Regions from separate parts of the Mus musculus genome. Here all the other regions are linked to region 3. Evidence: chromatin contacts called from public HiChIP or PLAC-seq data. All regions are on one chromosome and are shown on one strand. Each heading gives the region's core, a stretch centred on a gene start, on an enhancer-like site or on the middle of the called end of the contact. The rest is flanking DNA. Distances are from core to core; before and after follow the strand shown.

What was found. HiChIP or PLAC-seq counts read pairs in DNA pulled down with a chosen protein or histone mark.
Region 1: a contact with region 3 is called in an H3K4me3 HiChIP or PLAC-seq map of embryonic stem cells, with 9 times the contacts expected there. The contact joins the promoter of Sh3gl2 here to the promoter of Adamtsl1 in region 3. A contact is called at or near these places in 2 of 39 promoter capture datasets (both in embryonic stem cells), 8 of 115 datasets of contacts at active chromatin or transcription factors (astrocytes and embryonic stem cells) and 1 of 9 other capture datasets (embryonic stem cells).
Region 2: a contact with region 3 is called in an H3K27ac HiChIP or PLAC-seq map of embryonic stem cells, with 8 times the contacts expected there. The contact joins the enhancer-like site here to the promoter of Adamtsl1 in region 3. A contact is called at or near these places in 7 of 39 promoter capture datasets (cranial neural crest, embryonic stem cells, frontonasal cranial neural crest and 4 more), 2 of 484 Hi-C or Micro-C datasets (cortical neurons and embryonic stem cells) and 4 of 115 datasets of contacts at active chromatin or transcription factors (astrocytes and embryonic stem cells).

The regions. Positions count from the first base shown.
Region 1 is chr4:85,204,092-85,206,791 of GRCm38.p6, reverse strand. It overlaps Sh3gl2 (SH3-domain GRB2-like 2), which reads right to left and starts at 1,336. Exons shown (of 9, transcript NM_019535.2): 1 at 1,171-1,336. The coding sequence starts at 1,215.
Region 2 is chr4:85,161,583-85,164,282 of GRCm38.p6, reverse strand. No RefSeq gene overlaps it. Among named protein-coding and RNA genes, the nearest start is that of Sh3gl2, 43 kb to the left of the region's middle. Within about 2 kb of position 1,357, at least 17 of the 459 cell types and tissues checked have an H3K27ac peak or open chromatin away from gene starts, as enhancers often do. A contact at or near this core is called in embryonic stem cells and hippocampal neurons, where this site is marked.
Region 3 is chr4:86,052,592-86,055,296 of GRCm38.p6, reverse strand. It overlaps Adamtsl1 (ADAMTS-like 1), which reads right to left and starts at 1,322. Exons shown (of 29, transcript NM_001368621.1): 1 at 1,177-1,322. The coding sequence starts at 1,239.

The sequences.
Region 1 (2,700 bases), core at 87-2,586, 850 kb after region 3:
CAGGAGGGAGAAATGGGATGAGGAACTGTGGGAGGGGGGACCCAGAGGGAAGGGAGTGGCTGGATTGTAAAAAAAGATAAAAGTAATGTTTTTAAAAAACAAGAAATTACAGAAGCCACACAATTAAGGTTAGCTTAGGATAAGGATCTTTAAAGCTAAATGGTTACGCAAAAAGTATTTTACGGTTTATCAATAAAGTCGTTTCTTGTTAAATATATCTTAAAATTTAACCTGTTCCAAATGAATAAAAGGGTTGTAACTCCACACATTATGTAAGAAATGGGTCACATCGTAAGTATTTTTGGACATTTTCTCTTTGTAAAATCACTGAGTTGGGCCCAATGAGATTTAAATTATGTGGGTCTGGATTAAATTTTAATCTCAGCTTACCCCACACAGAAAATTTGGCACATCTAGTAAACAGTGATTTTCAAGTTTTTAACAACTGCCTCCGCAGTAAAACCCGTGGGAGAACTTTAAAGACTTGCAGACCACTGATCAAACCATGGCCTCAAATAAGCTTCACCAAGGAGTTCTCCAGGGAAAAAAGTTAATGCATGCATGCTCCTTAGGGGAACCACATTCTCCCATGCTGGGAGCCTGGGGAGGCCTGGGAAGGAGGGGTTCTGAGAAGGCCTGGGAGCGCAAAGCCTGGAGCAAGCGCAGAGCGCGGGCACCTCCGCAGCCTCCAGAGCGAACCTCGCTCCAGCCAGCACATCCCAGGACAGTGGGGCACACCACACCGCAAGGTCACCGCACCGAGGCGACTTTACATAATCTCCCGCCGCGCCGCCAAGCACCTGCGCGGCACCCTCCGTGCAGAGCCTGAGAGCTGCCGTGCAGGGACTAACTGCCTGGGAACCCGGTGGGCGGCGAACCGAGACAGCGGGGACAGAGAGCAGAGATGCCAGGGGAAGGGAACTGAGGTCTGAGTGCTAGAGTGGCAGGGACCACAGGGACTCGGAGTGGGAAGAGGAAGCAGGGATGCAGCGGCCAGGGAGGAGACTCGCGGAGCGAGCACCGATCGGAGACAGGGAGCCGGGTTATGGAGCCAGGCTGCCGCGCAGCGCCCCGCGGGGACCAGATCAGAACAGGGAGGGGTTGCAGGGGAGGACGCCGTCTGTCTGTCGGTCTGCGGGGCGGCCCATGGCGCACCTGCACGCGCCCTACCTGAGTGGCTTTGTGGAACTGCTTCTTCAGCCCTGCCACCGACATGATGGGATGCGGGAGGCTGCGCGGCCGGCAGATGCAGATGCAGATGCGGAGAGGCGGCTGGGGTCGCCGGGCCGCCGCTGGTCGTGCGACCGCGGGAGCTGCTGGCGCGGGGGCGCGGCGCGGGACGCGGGCTTGTGCGGAGAGACACCCTGACGTCAGGGCGGGTGATGCGGCCTCTTAAAGGGGACGCGGGAAGCCCCGCCCAGGGCGCAAGCCGAGGCAGGTGAGCGCGAGGAACCCCCGCACTGTGCGGGGGCGAAAGTCCCTCCACGGTCCGAAGCCTGGGCTGTCTTCAGCTGTGGGAGTCGTTCGTTCGTGGCCCTGGCAAAGGGATCACCGCCTTTGGGCAGTCTAGACTCAGGTGACCCAGCTCCCAGGTAGCCGCAGTGGTGCTGCCTGCGCACTGCCCTTGCCCTTTGAGCCTGGCCTCCCTGTGGTTGAAAAGCAGGGTGGCGGCTTATCTGGATCATGAATAAGTTATTGCTCATTTCATGCCCTGCCTTCCCGCATGATTGGCCACCGAAAACATTTCTCTGCCTCGATTTTAATATCCCTTAAGCTTGTTTCACCTTAGGGAAATCTATCAACTTTTTTTTTCCTGTTCTAGTACAACTTAACTACTTAAGATGAAGAGAGGTCCCTACAGTTTGACTGGGATACTGGAATGGAATTGATATGAGCTATAGCATATATTGATATGAGTAATAACATTTAATCTTCTATTTTCAAAAGAAAAAAAAAACGAATGCGAACTTGGCATTCACACAATTATCATGGACATTTTTTTCTTTCTTTTTTTTTTTCGTTCTAACATTTTTATATAATGAGGAAAGGAAAGGCAGTAAGTTATACAAACACCACATAGGGACAAAGGGTGGATGGGACTGGGTGAAGGGCCCAGAGCAGCACCAGAAATCTGTGCTCTTATGAGCAGCCACTTCAAGTTTGTCTTGTATGGAAGAGCTTGTGGGAGAGTCTCAGATGCAGGCCACACCTGCATGTGTGGATCAAAGTGATGAGCCGCCAAGAGGAGAGTAATTACGGAGAATGTGGAAAGAATCAACAGGACCTGGATTGGGTTCCTAGAAATACAGTTCCCCTCCCGCCCCCCCCCCCTCTACTGCCTGGTGTAAAGGAAGCCAGTAGACTTCTGCAGCTTGAGTAAAGATGAACGGAAGAGCAGGTGCAAGGGGATTCTAGACACGGGCTGGGTACCACTCACCCTTGCTACTGTGAATCACAGCACAACAGAATATCGGAGCAGTGAGCAGTGAGCATACCCTTCCAGTCTGCAAAGCAAAGCAAAAGGAAGGAAGGGGTCTGTAGTCTTGTGGTCCTTGCTGCTGCCCAGACCTTCCAATCTGTGGTACTTTCTAATTTCTAAACTACCGTGGAGGCATTGGGATAAACATTGGTTAGAGGATTTAGGCAGGAGGGACATGCTAATTCTTAATAATTCACCTTTTGGTATCAGGGCCACAGGGT
Region 2 (2,700 bases), core at 108-2,607, 890 kb after region 3:
TAGATTCCATGCCAGATATCTCCAATGCTAAAAAGATCAGAAAGACGAGCTGTCCCACTAGGGATGTTTGATTTCTACTAATGGGTGTACCAAGTTAAAACAGTTTCCTTTGTCAGGAGGTGAGGTTGAGATACAAGTAAAATCCCAGCATGGATTTCACATCCCTTACTAATTGTAGAGCAGCGTCTTTCCTTGTGCAAATCTACAATGCCGGTGTTCAAAGGACTCCACAGCAAACCCAGATACTAAAACTCAAAAAGTTTCTTTTCATTTCAGGAAGAAACTTCGTGTTTCTCATACTGTAAAGAGCTGCTGCTTGGGCTCAATCTCAGCCCTGATGCTTACAGGCAGGGCATCCCTAGAGAGTCATTTAGCATCTTTTTGTCCCAAGTACGGTCTATAAAACACGGAATACTGTGGTACGTGGTACATGGGACCATCCACAAGGACTGAATGAGTTTTAACGATGCCTGATTCCGGCAGGAACCCTGTACACTCAGTAGCTATTATGTAAATATTTCTCCATTTGAAATTGTAGCTTATACATATTTTTGGGCGCCATCACATCTTTGTCAATTTCTGTCTCTTCTATGCTCTGTAAAAGCTTATAACCTTTGCTTACAAAGTTGGAGTGTTGTGATAATCTCCTATTTTGGATTGGTTTTTAGTGCCCTTCCCTGTCCAAAGTCCCCAGAGTGATAGCTGTGGTACTTGAGCTGAACCATTCCAGGTTGGGCCAAGGTTGGAAAGCCAGGGCCTGGATGCTGTTGTGTGTTCTGCTGGAGTTGGCTCTATACAGGGACTCATGTTGCCTTCCATCTGGAGGATGGCCAATTCCGGCCTCTCTTGTGCTCCATCTGTTCTGGCACCATAGGTCTCCTCACTTCTCTCCTACAGGGTGCTTCTTATCACACACCCCCAGCATGCCCCCTCACCCCCCGCCAACACACACACACACACACACACACACACACACAGTGCTTCACCTCAATTGTCTCAAGGTGAGCACAACCCCAAAAGATCTGCCAAGCAGAAGTCACATTCCCTCGTGCCTCATCCCGATAGCTAGGAAAACAGCCTGGGCAGCCCAGGCCCAGCCATAGTCTATCTAACAGCTCTTAAAGCTGGAGGGTACGACTTGAGGACACAAATATAAAGAAACACATCTTTTGATCATTCCACCATGAAATAAGGCCAAATGGAGCCCATCTCTCGCTGGACCAGTAAAAACTATGGGGAAATAATCTTCAACATGGAGAACTGGAGAAAAACCGGATTAACTCATTTCACTAAGTGTTTAAGGGAGAGAGGCGATATGCGCTGTGTGTTACTGCCCTCCAGTGTTCACTGGCGTCCGCGACGCTAGGCTTTTACTGGGAATGGGCCTATCTGACTCATTTTGATGTTGATAGCTCGCTTTGTTCAATGTACAGTGAGTTCCGGGTCTTCCAGTGTTTCAAGTTTAGCATTAGAGAGCGTGAGTCTACAAACAAAAAGCAGCAAAGCCCCCAGCAACAGGAAGAACGCTCCGGGGGGGGCGGGGGGGGGGTTGGGTCCGCGAAAGCAATGCTAACCCCTGTAGTGAGTCTTCTAAAATTTATACAACTCAGAAAAGAGGAGGCGCTCCCAATTTCCGCAGAGCCTGCTCAGTCTGCTCTCCATAACAAAAGTCGACGGTCTATCTCTGACTACGTGGCTTTTAGATATTAGGGGTTTGTGCTTTGGGGTTTGACAAAACCAATGAGCCGACTGATCTCTCCTCAGCCTGTCCGTGGACAGAGGGCAGCTGCATTCGGTTGCTTCTGAGTAAACACTTCAAGGTCTACAAGATAACTGGGCATTTCCTCCGATTCCTTCTGAATCCTGTGTTCGTTTTGACGTCCGAGAAGATTCATCTTTCTTCATAGTCATCTTTTCCTCATTGTCATTCCACAAGGATACTGACTGTTTTAGTGTAACTGCACTCTGTGTGTGTGTGTGTGTGTGTGTGTGTGTGTGTGTGTGTGTGTGTGGTCTATTTGTCCTAAGTTAATCTTTTCTTAGACTGCAACTCCCAGAAATATCATAATCTTTATTCTACAGAAGTGTTCAGAGAAGACCAGGAGAAGCAGAATTAGATCTGAACTTAAATGCCTGGCTGCAATGGCCTATTAACTGTCAGTTTATGCTGCTTCTCCTGACAAAACTGTGCAAAGAGGGGCAATAAATATATGGCATTTTTTTTAAAAGTTGAATAAGAGCATTGCTTTCCTTAATTGGGGACGCTTCAGACACTGTTGACCGCAAGTCACCGGCTAGAGTTCTGTCATCTACCTTTTTAGTGATGTTCACAGCAAGAGAGGTGAACGCATCCGAAAGAAATCCTCACCATGACACCACTGCGAATGTGTTCCAGTCAGCCACAGCCATGCTGTGAGACCTGTCCCCAAGCACAGAGTCCAGCATTGTGGTGGACAGCATCAGCAAGCTCTCCCTCAATCCCATGTTAGTTACCACAGCCTCTGAAAAACGAGCACCTCCCATTTTCTTCCATCTCAGAGACCTTTGTGTCTTTACAAATGGCTTCAATTTCCTAGGAGGAAATTTGAGTAAGTTTTGTCCTTGTAAGAAGCTATCAAGGAAGGCAATGTAAAAGAAGTTTGAATGTGTCATTTTAAAACTCAAAAGGAAATAGTGAAACTGGTTTCTTTTCTTCTTTTT
Region 3 (2,705 bases), core at 73-2,572:
ATTGTAAGAAATAGCTCCTTGGTGTCTGGTCACTATACCCCACTGATCCTCCCGGAGTTTTCCAATTTGTAACAAATGGTTCCCTTCTCTTCATCAAAATTCCAATGTCCATCCAATTTGTCAGAATCAAAGCAGAACAAACTAACCTTTCCCCATCAACAAAACAATGTGTCTTATACAACGGTTACACTTTTACCTTCGTCTTCTCTTTCTCTTCCTTCTGAAGTAGTTCTGGTGTGTCATAATTGTGACAGGAAGAGCTAGAGTCACGTTTCTTTGCAATCAGAGTGTGCACATTTTGGAATCAAACTTTCAGATGAGGTTTACTAAACTGCTTGCCCAGAACACTCTGGTTTAAAAGAAATGTGCATTGCTATTAATATTTTGAGTGTAGATTTTTTGGACAGTATATGTTCATTTTCTGCCCATAAAACCAAGTATGAGTCACAATGGAACATTTACTTCGAGTCAAAAATGCAATGTGTGCTGATGTTCAAGAGAAGAGCCTTATCGCTGGGGCTGGAAATCAGCAGGACAAGGAGTCCAGGGATCTCTATTTGCCTTCAGAAGTAGATCTGAGATCAAAGACTTTAATCTTCAATTCATAAACATTAGCATTAACTTGAATCCATAAATGTGTATAGTAATTATGGGTTATACTCTGGTTTGATTGTAAACAGGGCTCTCGTTCCTTCCTTTTTCACCTGGTTCAAGAGTCTTTATGTATGGAGGAAAATAATTCACACAGGCACTGGGGAAACAAGAACCAAGCAAGCTCCTCACCGCCTAGCCTTCAGAAACCCCAAAATCACCATAGTGAGTTTGATCTCAGGACATCTGTCCTCAGGATCCCATGCTAACACAGTTATTTATATAGTTTTCAGCACATAATATCTGCAGAAGAATACCCTGAATTTCAAGTCTCAATATCAGTATCATTCACTAACTCTAAAAAGTCTTTTATATTTGATTTTGCTGGGAAAGTTGGGGTTAAAGTTCTCAAAGAGTTGAGGTGTACTTTGTAAGCCATGAAAATTCTTTTACCTGGAGTTGGAAGATCATACACAGACAGACAGAAGTACACACACACACACACACACACACACACACACACACCCTCCAGCAGCACCCAGACCAAGTGGCAATAGTAACGTATTGAAATGAAAAGGCATTTACCAGGAGTAGGAAAGCCAGAACGAGCAGCGGTGTGCCAGGAGCTGCCCGACGGCAGCATTCCATACTTGGATCTTTGCCGGAATCCGAATCGGACACTGAATAAGCTGCTAAGTGCTCCTCTGCCCGCTGCTGTCACATCCAGTGCTGGGGCTCACACTCCAGCCCTGCCTATCAGCTTCCATCAGCCCCGCTCACATTTCCTGAGCGAGGGTGGGTGGGTGGATGGGTGGGGGGTAAGCTGAATGGAATCTCTCTAGAGCAGGCAGCCAGCCAATCAGACTCCTGCTAATCAGACATGCTGAATAACAAAGCGGTTGGGGGGGGGGTGCGCAGAGAAAGTGAACAGTGTGAGCAGAAAAGAGAGAAAGGGACTGAAAGGCAGGGGAGCAAGGAGCTGAGCCCGAGAAGAGGAGAGATAGATGTGCACTGGCAGAAGCGCAAAGCTCAAAGAGGAAGCAGGGCTGCGCTCTGAACAAACCTGGTTAGTGCTCTGTGAGACGCGATTCTGTTTGCCATTTGCCTAGGCTGGTGTCTGTTGCTCTGGAAAGTACAGTAGCTCCCTGTGACGGTGTATTGTTCCATTCAGGAGAGAAACTTAATCCCCGTCAATATAGAACATATGCTATAAAGGGACCAAGCCCTAGTCGGGACTGAATGTGCCCTTTAAGTGTATTCGGTGCTAGCGTTCTCTTCCTCTTCTATAAAGTGCCTTTTTATTTTCCCCTTTGAGTTTGGAAAAGAATACTATAGATGGTTTGGAAAGGTCCTAACTAAACCTAACAACGGCTTTAGTTATTTTCTGTATTGGGGTCTTGGTTTAAAAATAAAGGGCTGGCAAAACCTTTCTTTGTGGATTGACAATTTGAAACATCCAATACTTACAAGTTTAAAGGTACAATAAGACTCATTTAGAGCCCCTAGTTTAAAAGAAGCCCTTGACAAAGACTCCAGGATGAGGATGTTGAAATTTGTTGTGAAACAAGTGCTGGGTTTTGACACCTTGACAGCTTTTAATTATCTGATTTAACCCATGACAGGAAAGAAAGGCTGATTTAACCCTCACTTAACCCCAAACATTCTTCATCGGACACCTGACTCAGGCTTTCTCAGAGCTGCTATGACAAAACAACAAAATTTTGAGTGGGGTACCACCTCTTTCCTCTTCGCAGTGGAAATAGGGCCAGGCAGGTTGACCTCTGAGGTGCAATCCAGCTGTAGGAAGTACTAATGGGCTCCAGAGTGTCCGCATGGCTACGGGAAAAGGCCCGAAGATTGGGAGCCTGTTTCACTCAAATCAAGCAAAGCCTGAACGGGCCAGGAGGGTTTTTATTAATATATTAAACAAGTGTTAAGTATCCAATAAGGTTGTCTTTCCTCCTTATCAGTCCAGGAACACCATTTCGGATAAAGAATAAAGCAGTGAGCAAAGCCCCATTTCCACAGGAGAAGAGTTTCCTTGCAGATCTGTCAGCCCAGAAATACCCAGAGAAGGCAGAGGGCACTTAGAATGCATGTTCTTCCCTCTCATT